Linked DNA regions of Rattus norvegicus: all the other regions are linked to region 3. The links are chromatin contacts, called in public Hi-C and HiChIP or PLAC-seq maps. All regions are on one chromosome and are shown on one strand. Each heading gives the region's core, a stretch centred on a gene start, on an enhancer-like site or on the middle of the called end of the contact. The rest is flanking DNA. Distances are from core to core; before and after follow the strand shown.

The links. Hi-C and Micro-C count contacts between places; a contact is called where the count stands out from the background. HiChIP or PLAC-seq counts read pairs in DNA pulled down with a chosen protein or histone mark.
Region 1: an H3K27ac HiChIP or PLAC-seq map of oligodendrocytes shows a contact between it and region 3, with 11 times the contacts expected there. The contact joins two enhancer-like sites. A contact is called at or near these places in 4 of 12 Hi-C or Micro-C datasets (frontal cortex, kidney, liver and 1 more) and 1 of 1 datasets of contacts at active chromatin or transcription factors (oligodendrocytes).
Region 2: a Hi-C map of the A7r5 cell line shows a contact between it and region 3, with 4 times the contacts expected there. The contact joins two enhancer-like sites. A contact is called at or near these places in 4 of 12 Hi-C or Micro-C datasets (the A7r5 cell line, Schwann cells, frontal cortex and 1 more) and 1 of 1 datasets of contacts at active chromatin or transcription factors (oligodendrocytes).

What each region holds. Positions count from the first base shown.
Region 1 is chr15:58,570,852-58,574,267 of GRCr8, forward strand. The region is part of intron 2 of LOC102546462 (a long non-coding RNA gene); the gene reads left to right. Among named protein-coding and RNA genes, the nearest start is that of Lacc1, 240 kb to the right of the region's middle. Within about 2 kb of position 1,435, at least 27 of the 93 cell types and tissues checked have an H3K27ac peak or open chromatin away from gene starts, as enhancers often do.
Region 2 is chr15:58,528,466-58,531,899 of GRCr8, forward strand. The region is part of intron 1 of LOC102546462 (a long non-coding RNA gene); the gene reads left to right. It overlaps LOC134482157 (a long non-coding RNA gene), which reads left to right. Exons shown (of 2, transcript XR_010058216.1): 2 at 1-3,434. Among named protein-coding and RNA genes, the nearest start is that of Serp2, 220 kb to the left of the region's middle. Within about 2 kb of position 1,991, at least 15 of the 93 cell types and tissues checked have an H3K27ac peak or open chromatin away from gene starts, as enhancers often do. A contact at or near this core is called in the A7r5 cell line, where this site is marked.
Region 3 is chr15:58,258,486-58,262,340 of GRCr8, forward strand. It overlaps Tsc22d1 (TSC22 domain family, member 1), which reads left to right. Exons shown (of 3, transcript NM_001109912.1): 3 at 445-1,759. The coding sequence ends at 702. Among named protein-coding and RNA genes, the nearest start is that of Serp2, 53 kb to the right of the region's middle. Within about 2 kb of position 2,341, at least 8 of the 93 cell types and tissues checked have an H3K27ac peak or open chromatin away from gene starts, as enhancers often do. A contact at or near this core is called in the A7r5 cell line, where this site is marked.

The sequences.
Region 1 (3,416 bases), core at 185-2,684, 310 kb after region 3:
AGCCTTCAGCCTGCTCAGCCACCAGTCCCAGCTCCAAGCTGCTTCACATGCTACATAGTGTGTTCTCCAGTGAAGGCTAAACGGGAAGATCTCACGGAACGGGAACCCAGGGTAGCATTCCACGGGGACCTGGGGGCTGTGAGCAGGAAGTTTCATCACCACCCCAAACAGTGTTGTAGTGTGGAGGTGACCAGCACATGAGAGTTCCCAAAAGGTACTGTAACCATGTTGATGGTTACAGTAGCTCCTGACTCGGCCTAACCCCTGGTCAGACATTTGACTAGAAGCTCTGAGGGCATGGGGGAAGGCAGCTCCATGCACACTTGTTACCCTCTGCACTACTGCTGCAGGGAGATGGGTTTCTATCTTCAGTATTTCTCATCCTGTGCTGTGTCTGCTCAAACCTATCGCAGGTTTCCCAGGCCATCTCTAAACTATATTTCTGAAAGAACCCACAGTCACACAAGTAAGTACATCATGGAATTTGAAGGTCCTGAGTCCTAGTTCACCAACCTCGTACATCCTTAGATACAACTGTCCGAAATAAGTGCTACTGAATGGGATTCCTTCCTCCCTGCTGTGAGCCACCAGCTCGTAGACCGATGCATGGGCACAGATCCAGGAGGCGACTGCCTCTAAAGTTTCCCCCTTCAAAGAGTAAGATGTATTTCCCAAGGTGTTTCTGGTATCATTGCTGCAGTTAGCTTTGAAGAGATTCATCTTTGAGGCCTGAGGGAGTGCGGGAATGTTCTAGAAACTGGAATGGGAGGTGCCTGATCCTCTCAGTGCTCCAGATGGTAACTCTACTATTTTAAACTCCTCAATAAGACCTAGATTGGCCATATTCATTCATTTATATACGCAACCCTTATTAAATGTTTATAGCATTGTGGGGGCTGGAGAGGGGGCTCGGTGCTAAAAAGCACTGGCTGTTCTCGGAGAAGACCTGGGTTTGACTCCCAAAACCCACGTGATACTTCATAGCCATCTGTAACTCCAGTTTCTGGGGCTCTAGCATCCTCGTCTGACCTCAGTGGGCACCAGGCATGAACACTGTGTACACACATGCATGCAAAACACTAATATCCATCACATTAAATAACCTTGAAAGTTTGCAGTACCTAGAAGCTCACAAGCTATTGGAGGGAAATGGCCTAAAGGGTAAGCATACTGAAGGAGAAAGATGTGTGTCAGACAGGGACCCAGGAAGGGACCTGAGGCCACCGGGAACTTGTGGGTAGCTGTCCTGGAGGTAATTTGAGATTTACCAAATGCCTCATAGGAGCTGCAGAAGTGGAGAAGTGGAGATAGTATAGGAGTTTTTTTTTTTTTTTTATAGCAATTAGACAGCTTCAGCCAAGGAGCAGCGGGCAGTCTGTCTGTCCCTTGTGTCCATAAAGGGGTGTTCCCTGACAAAAGGTCACCCTGGCTGAACTCCAGTACCTCTTCAGAGACTTGGACTTCCTTCTGGACATTCAGGACAAAGGGCTCAATCTGCGTGAACTGAGTTCCTAACTCGGATATTTTCGCCCCAGCAGAAACATCCAATTCTCGAGGCCTGCCAAGTTTTCCCAAGAAGGCATGAGCCAGAAGGAGGCAGCTGCAGGGTGGGAGGCAAGTGGTGTCAGAACCAAAAAATAAGAGGAGTCAGATGAGGCCAACAGAGCACAAAGTGCCACATAAAGGTGTCCTTTCCCCCTGGGTAAGCATTCCATGTAGTGTTAACTATCGTGACAGGGCAAACAAACAGGAAGTGGAGCAGCGGCTGCGTTTCCACCCTACACCACCATGTAGCATCTCGGGCTGCTGATTGCAGACCTCTCTCTCTCTCTCTCTCTCTCTCTCTCTCTCTCTCTCTCTCTGTGTGTGTGTGTGTGTGTGTGTGTGTGTGTGTGTGTGTGGTGTGTTGGCCCTGAAATCTTTGCCAGTAATGATTAGGTGAGGTACTGTAAGCAGAAGAATTCCATAGGCTTACTCCAGAAGAGACTTGAGCAAAAGCTGTAGGTCTTCTGGCCCTCCTTGAAGACGGGCATTTCACTGAAAAGACCCTAATGTCCAAACTTGTCACCCACCTAGACCAGACCCTCCATCACCCTTCTCAGAAATGTCTGTGAGGAACCTCAGCGCTGGCCTCAGGATCCACAGGGCGAGCCAACATAAACCCACCACTTGGAAGTGTTCAATCTTCTTCCCTCTGCACTTCAGCCACTTGCCCACAAAACCAGTTCTCTATGGTGACACCAGTTGGGGAACCGTGGTGACAGTCTCTCTCCTTTCAGAGTTTCTGTGAAGTATAGAAATCCAGGGAATAGATGAATAGGTAAATAAATAAATAATCAGCGTGGCCCAACTGTGCAAGCTTCCTAATTTGGGGGCTCTCCCCCATCTTTCCACATGTTCCTGGAACTGAGAAAATCCAGCTTCTAGTCACCTAACAAGCAACATTTCTTCTCTCCTTAATTCCATCGCCACTCAGTCAAGTTTTGTGAAGCTTTTGAGATAGGCTTTGCCAAGGGTTCAAGGAACACTGTCTTCCTACCATGAGGACTGGTTGGTAGGGCTGTAAGTTGGTTCACTAGACACTCACTGAGATCACAAAGGGAAGCCATCTCTGCCTAGGACATGGAAAGTGCCTACTTCGTCCCACTAGAGCTCCGCTCCGTTGGACAGCAGGAGTCATCAAAAGGTCCAGGGTCTTGTCAGGAGTTCTCCCTTCATTCTGGTGGATCTGTGGGGTGGAAGCGGAGTCTCAGGATATTAGCTCTCTACCTGCTCATGTTTCCATCACGCCATGAATCCTGTGGCTGATGAAGTCAGAACCTTCATTAGCCATTCTCTTTCCCCACAGCTGTACCCCTAATTGTGGCCACGCTGGGGACCAATGACCTTTTAATGTAATGTCATCTAAACCACCAAAGGTCCTCTCCTCCATCTCAAACATCCCAGCACATCCCTCCCAAAGCCCTTCAGTCAGAAATCTCTCTTTAGCTTACACTACCTGTGGCTAGAAAGACTAGAGTTGAGTTCAGCAAAGGTGACAGGTACAGGGCTCCCAGTCCTATTTCTGTCCCCTCCTTCCTTAACATAAAACTCAATGCCATGCCCTCACCTATGCGGTCCCCTAACCCATTTTGGAAAAACATTCTTTCTGCGGATGCTGTACACGATGAGTCACGCCCGCTATCACAACTATGCTGTGTTTGCCGAGTGAAACAGCTCTGGCTTGGGTGTTACTTTACATTCTTTGTGAAGATCCCTCTTTGATGGTGTGGGGTGGAGCAAGTGTTCTAGTTAAGTGCCTTGCAGTGGTTCTCAAAAAAAAAAAATCCTTGAGAATCAATCTAACTTTATTATCTGCTGTCATTTGTAAGTGGGTTTTTAAAACACTCATCGGGTTTAAGAAAAAGCATTTAAAC
Region 2 (3,434 bases), core at 741-3,240, 270 kb after region 3:
ACCACCCTGTGCCTCTCTGAGCATGTTCATTGCCCTCTTGTGGTTATGGAGCTACTTGGCTATGGATCATAATGACTTAAGATAGGAGGGCTGTTATTACTCTGGCTACGCAATGGGGGAGGGGGTCAGAAAGGAGAAGGTGTTTGAGGGAGGATAGGGACTGAGGAGCACTTGATTTATTTTTCTGTGGTAGAGGTAGCTTCTCAGGTATCAGACTGGGACATCCTAAAGCATTAGTGGCTTGGTGACTCAAGGTGGCTCTTAGGTATCGGTGCGTTCTGTTGGCGATTGTGCAGTGCGTACTGAGCACTAAAGACAGGTGTATGTTCTGTGACACCACCCCCTTCCTTGAATTTGAATCCCTGGGGTCAGTCCAGATTTCTCCATCCCATATATTCTCCAGGGCTCTGCCTCCATCGCTCTCAAAGCCCAGCAACCGCATCTCCAGGCGTCTCTCTTGTGTTGCCTCCTCTCTGGCACTGACCGTGTTCTGTGCATGCATCTCGTCTCTCACTATGGACTACTGATCTGAATCACAACTTGGCTAGCTTCCACTACCCTATTCTCGGAGCATTCTGAGCCACTGATCGTGAGGGTTCCCGGGACAAACTTCTTCACGCAGGTATCACTGGACAAATATATAAAGTTCCTAAGACACACTCAGCCACACAGTTAGAAAGGCTCCAGCCATACATCTCTCTACTTTGTTCTCCTTGCTGTCTTCCGTGTGTATTGGCTGAAGAACCACGAAGCATTGCATGGTCTCTGACTTTGAGACCCTCAGAAACCTTTGACCGATGGCTTTTGTCAAAGCTTTCTGCAGCCTTAACACACATACAATCGCACTAAAACACCTTGACTTGTTAGGTCACCTCTTTCTAATTCTGTCTGGCTTTTCTTCCTGCAGTCACCCACCCTTTGGTAAATTGTTATTTGTCTTTCCAACATCAAACCTTTCACCAACTAAGACTGTATGTGTCCTTTGTCATCCTCCCAACAGCCCTCTCTGTGCCTTCTCTGTGCCTCTGTACCGTCCTCCTAAGGCCCTTCCCATAGCCGCCCGCAGCACCATCTTTTTCAGTCTTACCCTGTGATGTAGAGAGGCATGGTTTCTTCCAGTCTCTACCTCTAGCCCAGTTGAGGACATGTGAGAGATGGTTTTTTATTCAGTGGCTTCCTGCTGTTTCTGTCTCAGCATGCTCTTTCATGCAATAAATGGTTCCTACAGGCCGGCTGCAGATATCTCTCTGTACCGGAACCTGTCTTTCCTCTGGGCACTCATCCTAGCTGTTGACTGAGCACTTGGGTCTGTCCTCCAGTTCCAGTCTCGTTTGGCTAAGGTTTGTCTTTGCTGCCTACCAGCTCCAGGGGCACAGAAAGATGTAGTGGGTTCTAAGGAGGGGAGTAAGGGATGAGATCCCAGGACTGCTCACACAGACCTGCTTTTACTGCCATTTAAACACCGTGATTAGTCAACTCAGCCCCCACTCAGCTCCCTGTGCACGTTCCATAGTTCTCAAGGCTACATGGAAAGGCAGGAAAAAAGTAGAAGGCAGAGGGAGAGATGGGGAACTATCTTTCCCCCCTCAGGCCACTGTGAGAACTCGTTATTACACATAGAAGTTATGTATCAGGGCCACTAGGGATATCGAGGCATGCTACCTTACGTGGCACCCAGGGAGAGTCCCTTACAGCTCCCCCCAGTATCTATTATCCCTCTCCTCCTTTGTGGGAAAGAAACCCCTGACCTTTAAGCTTCAGTTAAATCCCTGGTCTCTTCCAGTAAATCAGCAGCCTCCTCTCCCTTCCTCTTGTTTTGTGACACCTGTTGACTGAGGGACACAAGGTCGGCATTCCCGCACCCTTGTGGTTGTGAGGTAATTGGATATTATCACTTTCTCAGAATGTCTTTACAGTCATGAGGAGCTGAGCCACGCTGCCTCCTGGGAGCTGACTGTGTGGTGAGATAAGATGACCACCACATTCCGTTCCAGGCCCATCATCCAATCACTCTTCCAAAGAGGACAGCTTTGTGGAGTCTCTGAAGGGAGTAACAGTCTAAAGCACTCAGCTCAAACAGAATTCCATGCATAACACCCATAACCCGTGCTTCCAATAATCTGTCTGGGTATGTGGTGTGTCAACAATTTCGGGTCTCACTTCCTGCTTCTGTTTTCATCACCAGCCTCCTTTGGAACTTAAAAAAAGGCATAGGCATCTTGTAGGTGACGGTACAAACCCCATTACCAAAGATCTTTCTCGCACACTGTTTGCTATGTAGAAAGCATATATTGACGTGTGCCTCTCTGTATTAGTAAGGTTGCCTGGTGTGACAACTCCTCTCACACATTTTTATCTGTTTAAATCTTAGGTAGATTACTCAACTTTTCTGTGCCTGAGAAACGGGGGTAACATGCTGGGATGTGCCACACAGGTTTTGTGAAGATTGAATGACTCATTTAGAATAATTTCTATCAAATTATTAACACTATTGTTTATAGGTCACCGTAGAGGGGTATTTTTGCCTTTCTTTATTTTTGCCGTTGCTATGGACTCCATGATCTTTCTTCTATGTAAGAACTCACAGAACCCTTGAATATGTCCTTTGACTCCCTTAAGTATCTATAACTCTGAGAATCTCTAGTTTTGCAGAGTTCCACACCAGAAGACGAAAGACTCTGGGGAATCTGCAGTTGTGGATAGACTCCCCTGAGAGAGGGGTAATGACTGAGTGGGGCCGATGGTCCAATAGCTAGGGTGGGCAGTTCCTGAAGAAGCTCGCGGTTGGTGGGGATTGGTGGGGTAGTGCGGTAGTTGGCTGAGTGGCAGACACATTAGCCAACAGGCAGTGGGGCAGACTGTGATAAAGATACCAGGCCCTGAGCTAGGGAAGGAGAGGAAAGGTTTGCCTGCATTGAACAGGCACAGACAAGTTTCCCGGGAGAAATCAGAAGGTGGGGGACTCGGAAGAATGACCGCGATTTTCAGGGCCAATGAGAATTCTGGCACCTTGTTTTCCCTGGTCGTTGTTGTTGTTTTTTGAGACTTTATTCCTGAGCTGCTCTGAGCCCAGTCTGGGGGATTGCTGCAAAGGCTTATCACCACATTCTTCTTAAAGCACTTGGAGAATTTCCTACCACCACGGGACAATGACCACATTAAACTTGACCTTCAAGACACAGCGGATAGGGGACTCTGGCCTTTCTGATCGCTGGTTCAGCGCTATCTCTGGCCACTGCCACCTTCTAAAATCTTCAGTTAGTGTGGTTAACATTAATATGTGAACTGGATGAGGGCGAATTATTTCTAGAATTATCAGCAATATTCTAGACTATAAGAAGCCCTTCCTATCTAAAGGGCAATTAAAAACAACCCTTTTCTTCCTCGATTAGTAATCTACCTCGGATGGAAAAAGCTAGTGTGAGCACCCTGGA
Region 3 (3,855 bases), core at 1,091-3,590:
GTGGAGGGAAGAAAATGCGGCAACACGCTCTGTAGGAACTGGCTGCAGCCGGTGCCGAGGGAGGGAGGGAGGGGGGGAGGAGACGCTCCTGCGCCGGGAGGGCCTGGGGGCGGGGAAGCGGCCACTGGGCCTCGGGCCTTGATGAGAACACTGGGCCTGAACGGAGCCCCTGTGTGGTTTGCCATCTTGAATTGGAAGCTGGACTGTAGACATCATTGGTTAATGCCTGCAAAGAAAGTCTAGAGACTTTTGGAGAGCTTGATCACGTATACATTAAACTTGAGTATTCCGAGGTTGTGATAATGGGCAGATTTCCACAAGTGTGCTCTTTGGAGGTAGAATGCGTAATTAATTGGCTAGGGAGAGCTGAGAAAGGCCTTCAGAAAAGCCAGAGTGAGTCCAGGACCTAGTAAGCCTAAACGTTTCTTTCCCTCTTGTTTTCAGGATCTGGTGAAAAGCCATTTGATGTATGCAGTTAGAGAGGAAGTGGAGGTTCTGAAGGAGCAGATCAAAGAACTAATAGAGAAAAACTCCCAACTGGAGCAGGAGAACAATCTGTTGAAGACACTGGCCAGTCCGGAGCAGCTCGCCCAGTTTCAGGCCCAGCTGCAGACTGGCTCCCCTCCGGCTACCACGCAGCCACAGGGGACCACACAGCCCCCTGCACAGCCAGCGTCCCAGGGCTCAGGATCAACCGCATAGCCTGCTATGCCCCAACAGAACTGGCTGCTGCTGTCTGAACTGAACAGACCGAAGAGATGTGCTAGTGAGAAGCCGCCTCCAGTCACCCATTTCATTGCTGTCTGCGAAAGAGACGTGAGACTCACACATGCTGTTCTCGCTTTCTCCCCAGTATTAAGCACTCATATGCTTTTGGCTTGAAGAAATATACTAGTTGAGTGAATTAAAGGTTAAACAGAGAGTGAGCATGGATGTACCCTGTGCAACGTGGCAGATGTCTGAGGAATGGTTTGATTGACGCTGAGGAGGAGCTCTGTGCCTTTTCAACCCTCCCCAGCCGCCCACTCTACTCCCAAGCTCTGGGGCTCGCCTGCATGGGGCTCAGAAGGTGGGCTGCTCCTGGATTTTGTGTTCTCCTCTCCTTCCCTTCAAAGAATTTGAGAGGCCAGAAACGAGACTGCAAAGGGGGGGATGCAGTCCTTTTACAAAACCGACAACTGTCACCAAAGCTTATAAAACAGGACAGTACTGTCCCTCTTTTCTGAAACATCAGAAGACACAAAACTGTTAGTGACACAACGGTGACAGGTAGCTGGGACCTAGGCTATCTTATTATGAAGGTTGTTTTGCTTGTTGTATATTTGTGTATGTAGTGTAACGAATTTGTACAATAGAGGACCGTAACTACTGTTAGGTTGTACAGATTGAAGTTTAGATGTTCCATTGGCTGTCTGAAAAGGTGTGGATTGTCCTTCCTAGAGAGATCTACTTAAAAACTGCTTCGTGACAAAAACCACACCTGAAGAAATTTTAAGAATTTGGCACAGTTAGTCACTTTGTGTCACCCGGAATCTAGCTGCTGAGTCTTGCAAAGTAAACCCCCTGTTGACTGATGTCAGTTGAGCTAGTGAATGAATAGATGGAGAAACGTCAGTCAGTTGCTGAGGAAGTGGATTTCCCAGTAGGGGTTTCTGCAGCTCACCTGTATAGTCCTGCGCATGTTCCCCACACAGAACCCACTGTATTTACCTGTTCTACTTGTCACCTTTCAATAAAGCATATCAAATGTTGATACATACGTGTTTCCACGTGGCACCATTAATACAATTGTCATTTCCACAGCTGCTCCTCATAAAATCAACAGCAGTTTGCCTAGTAAAGTCTCGGAGTGAACACCAGTGGTTTGCCTCAAGAAGGGAGAGTGGACATTGCTTTGCTTGGGGGAGGGGGAGGCGCTCGTTCTCTTGTGACTAAGTCACCTCACCCCTCTGGACTGATAAGAGATAGTATCTTCAACTTCCCCTGTTTAAAATTGGAAAGGTTTATGTAGAGTTTATTCATGTGTAGTAACTGAACTGAGAGAGAATGAGCCTGATTCACGTGTATTCCCAGTTAGGATCTAAGGAAGAAGTGACAGGTTCATTTCCACATTGACAGCTCTGTTGTTATGGGACAGATCATCTGTTCTACAGTGGAATGATTGACCCATAAAGTAGCTGTGTTTTTAGAAACTCTTCTGAGGGTTGAAGGAATATATTGGTCTTGAGCTAGGTAGGACCTGGCACTTCAGTCCCTTCTGGATGATGTGTAAACGCGGTGGAGCCTGAAGGACTAAGAGGAGAGAGAACAGGATGGGCTTAGCTTTGTAGTCTGCCCCAGGTCCTCAGCAACAGCCCTTGGGCCCAATGGGAGCTGGGTCCTTCCTGCGCATCCTCTGAGACTTCCCCAAGTCCTGGATCCCTCAATTCTTAGTATAGAGCTGGGGGGAGGTGGGTTGGGGAACAGGGCACGAATCAGGGCTCACTGGGAAGAGTGGCCACCAGCGGGTGAGGTTTATTAGGGGGAGGGTAAAGCCGTGTACCGTAAGCCGATGACAGTTGTCACAAACATAACTGGAGAGCAGCAAGCTCTTGACAATGTCTGTCATCCTCAGAGCCACATAACTGACCCGATGATGCCTAGATGGTAATTACGCGTCTCTTAAAAAGAAAACTAGCAGCGGCCACTTCGTCTCTTACATTTTTCATGTAATTGTGGAGAATTTGAAGTCTCCACCCTTGATGAATCAAATAGACATTTCTACTAATAGGAAAGTCCCTCAAAATCGTGGTGTCTTGATACATGAAATAGTAATGAATTATTAAAATCAGAAGATACGTTTTTGTGGCCTTTTTCCTCACCTTCATAATTCAGAACAGTTTACTGGCTGCTATTTGAACATATCTTAAGTTGATTTTCTAAGCACCTCTTAACTGCTGGCTTCCAAACCTAACTAGGCCTCCTTGGCCCGTGGGTCACAGTGGAGTTGATGGTGTCACACTTCACGAGCCACAGAGCAGGAATGACTTCTAAAGCGGAAGGAGATCTAGTGTGAGCGCCGGGTGCTCATGAATCACCAGCAGGACAGACCCTCAGCCCAGGGCCTGTGAGATGATGGAGGGATCAACGTGATTCTAGTGATGCCTGCTTTCTGTTTGGAATTAACGATTGTTCAGATCTCAGGAGCTGTGCTTTTGGTGTCTGCATACAGAGTGATGAATGCAGCATGCCAGAAGTCAGGTTTATATTTGCTGGAGAAACGTATAAAAGTTAATTATAACCATAATTAGAAATGAAAATGATTTCCATAAAGGCACTGCTGTCCCTCAGGCTGTGTGAAATACAAGACGAAGCCTTGCACAGTGATGGCCTTCAGACGTCCATCTCAGATCCATTCGGATGGTAATAACCACAGTAAGATCAGAAACCTGCAGAAAATGAAATTTCCTCCCAGAGAAAATAGCCTGAAAATGGAGCACCAACTGCTCCCCAACAGAAACGGGGAGCAGATTGTGTGGTGAGGTTCCTGCTCAGTGTGTGGGAGAAAGTATAGCTGATGGTGCCCGAGTGCTGTGGAAACTGGTTACTCCATCTTTGGACCGGACAGGACCTCCGCAGACCCACCAACCCATTCAGGAAATCATAACTTGCCTGAACTTCAGCTCAAGTTAGAAAAGCCTTTCTAGTGGAGATCTGTGGGCACAGGGTCTTAAACACTGTCACTGTGTTAGCTTCTTCAGAGATTATCAACAAGTATCTTCAACCTGCTAAAGATACTATACTAGCAATCTCTGTACGTGTGTGTGTGTGTGTGTGTGTGTGTGTGTGTGTGTGTGTGTGTATATGTATATACAC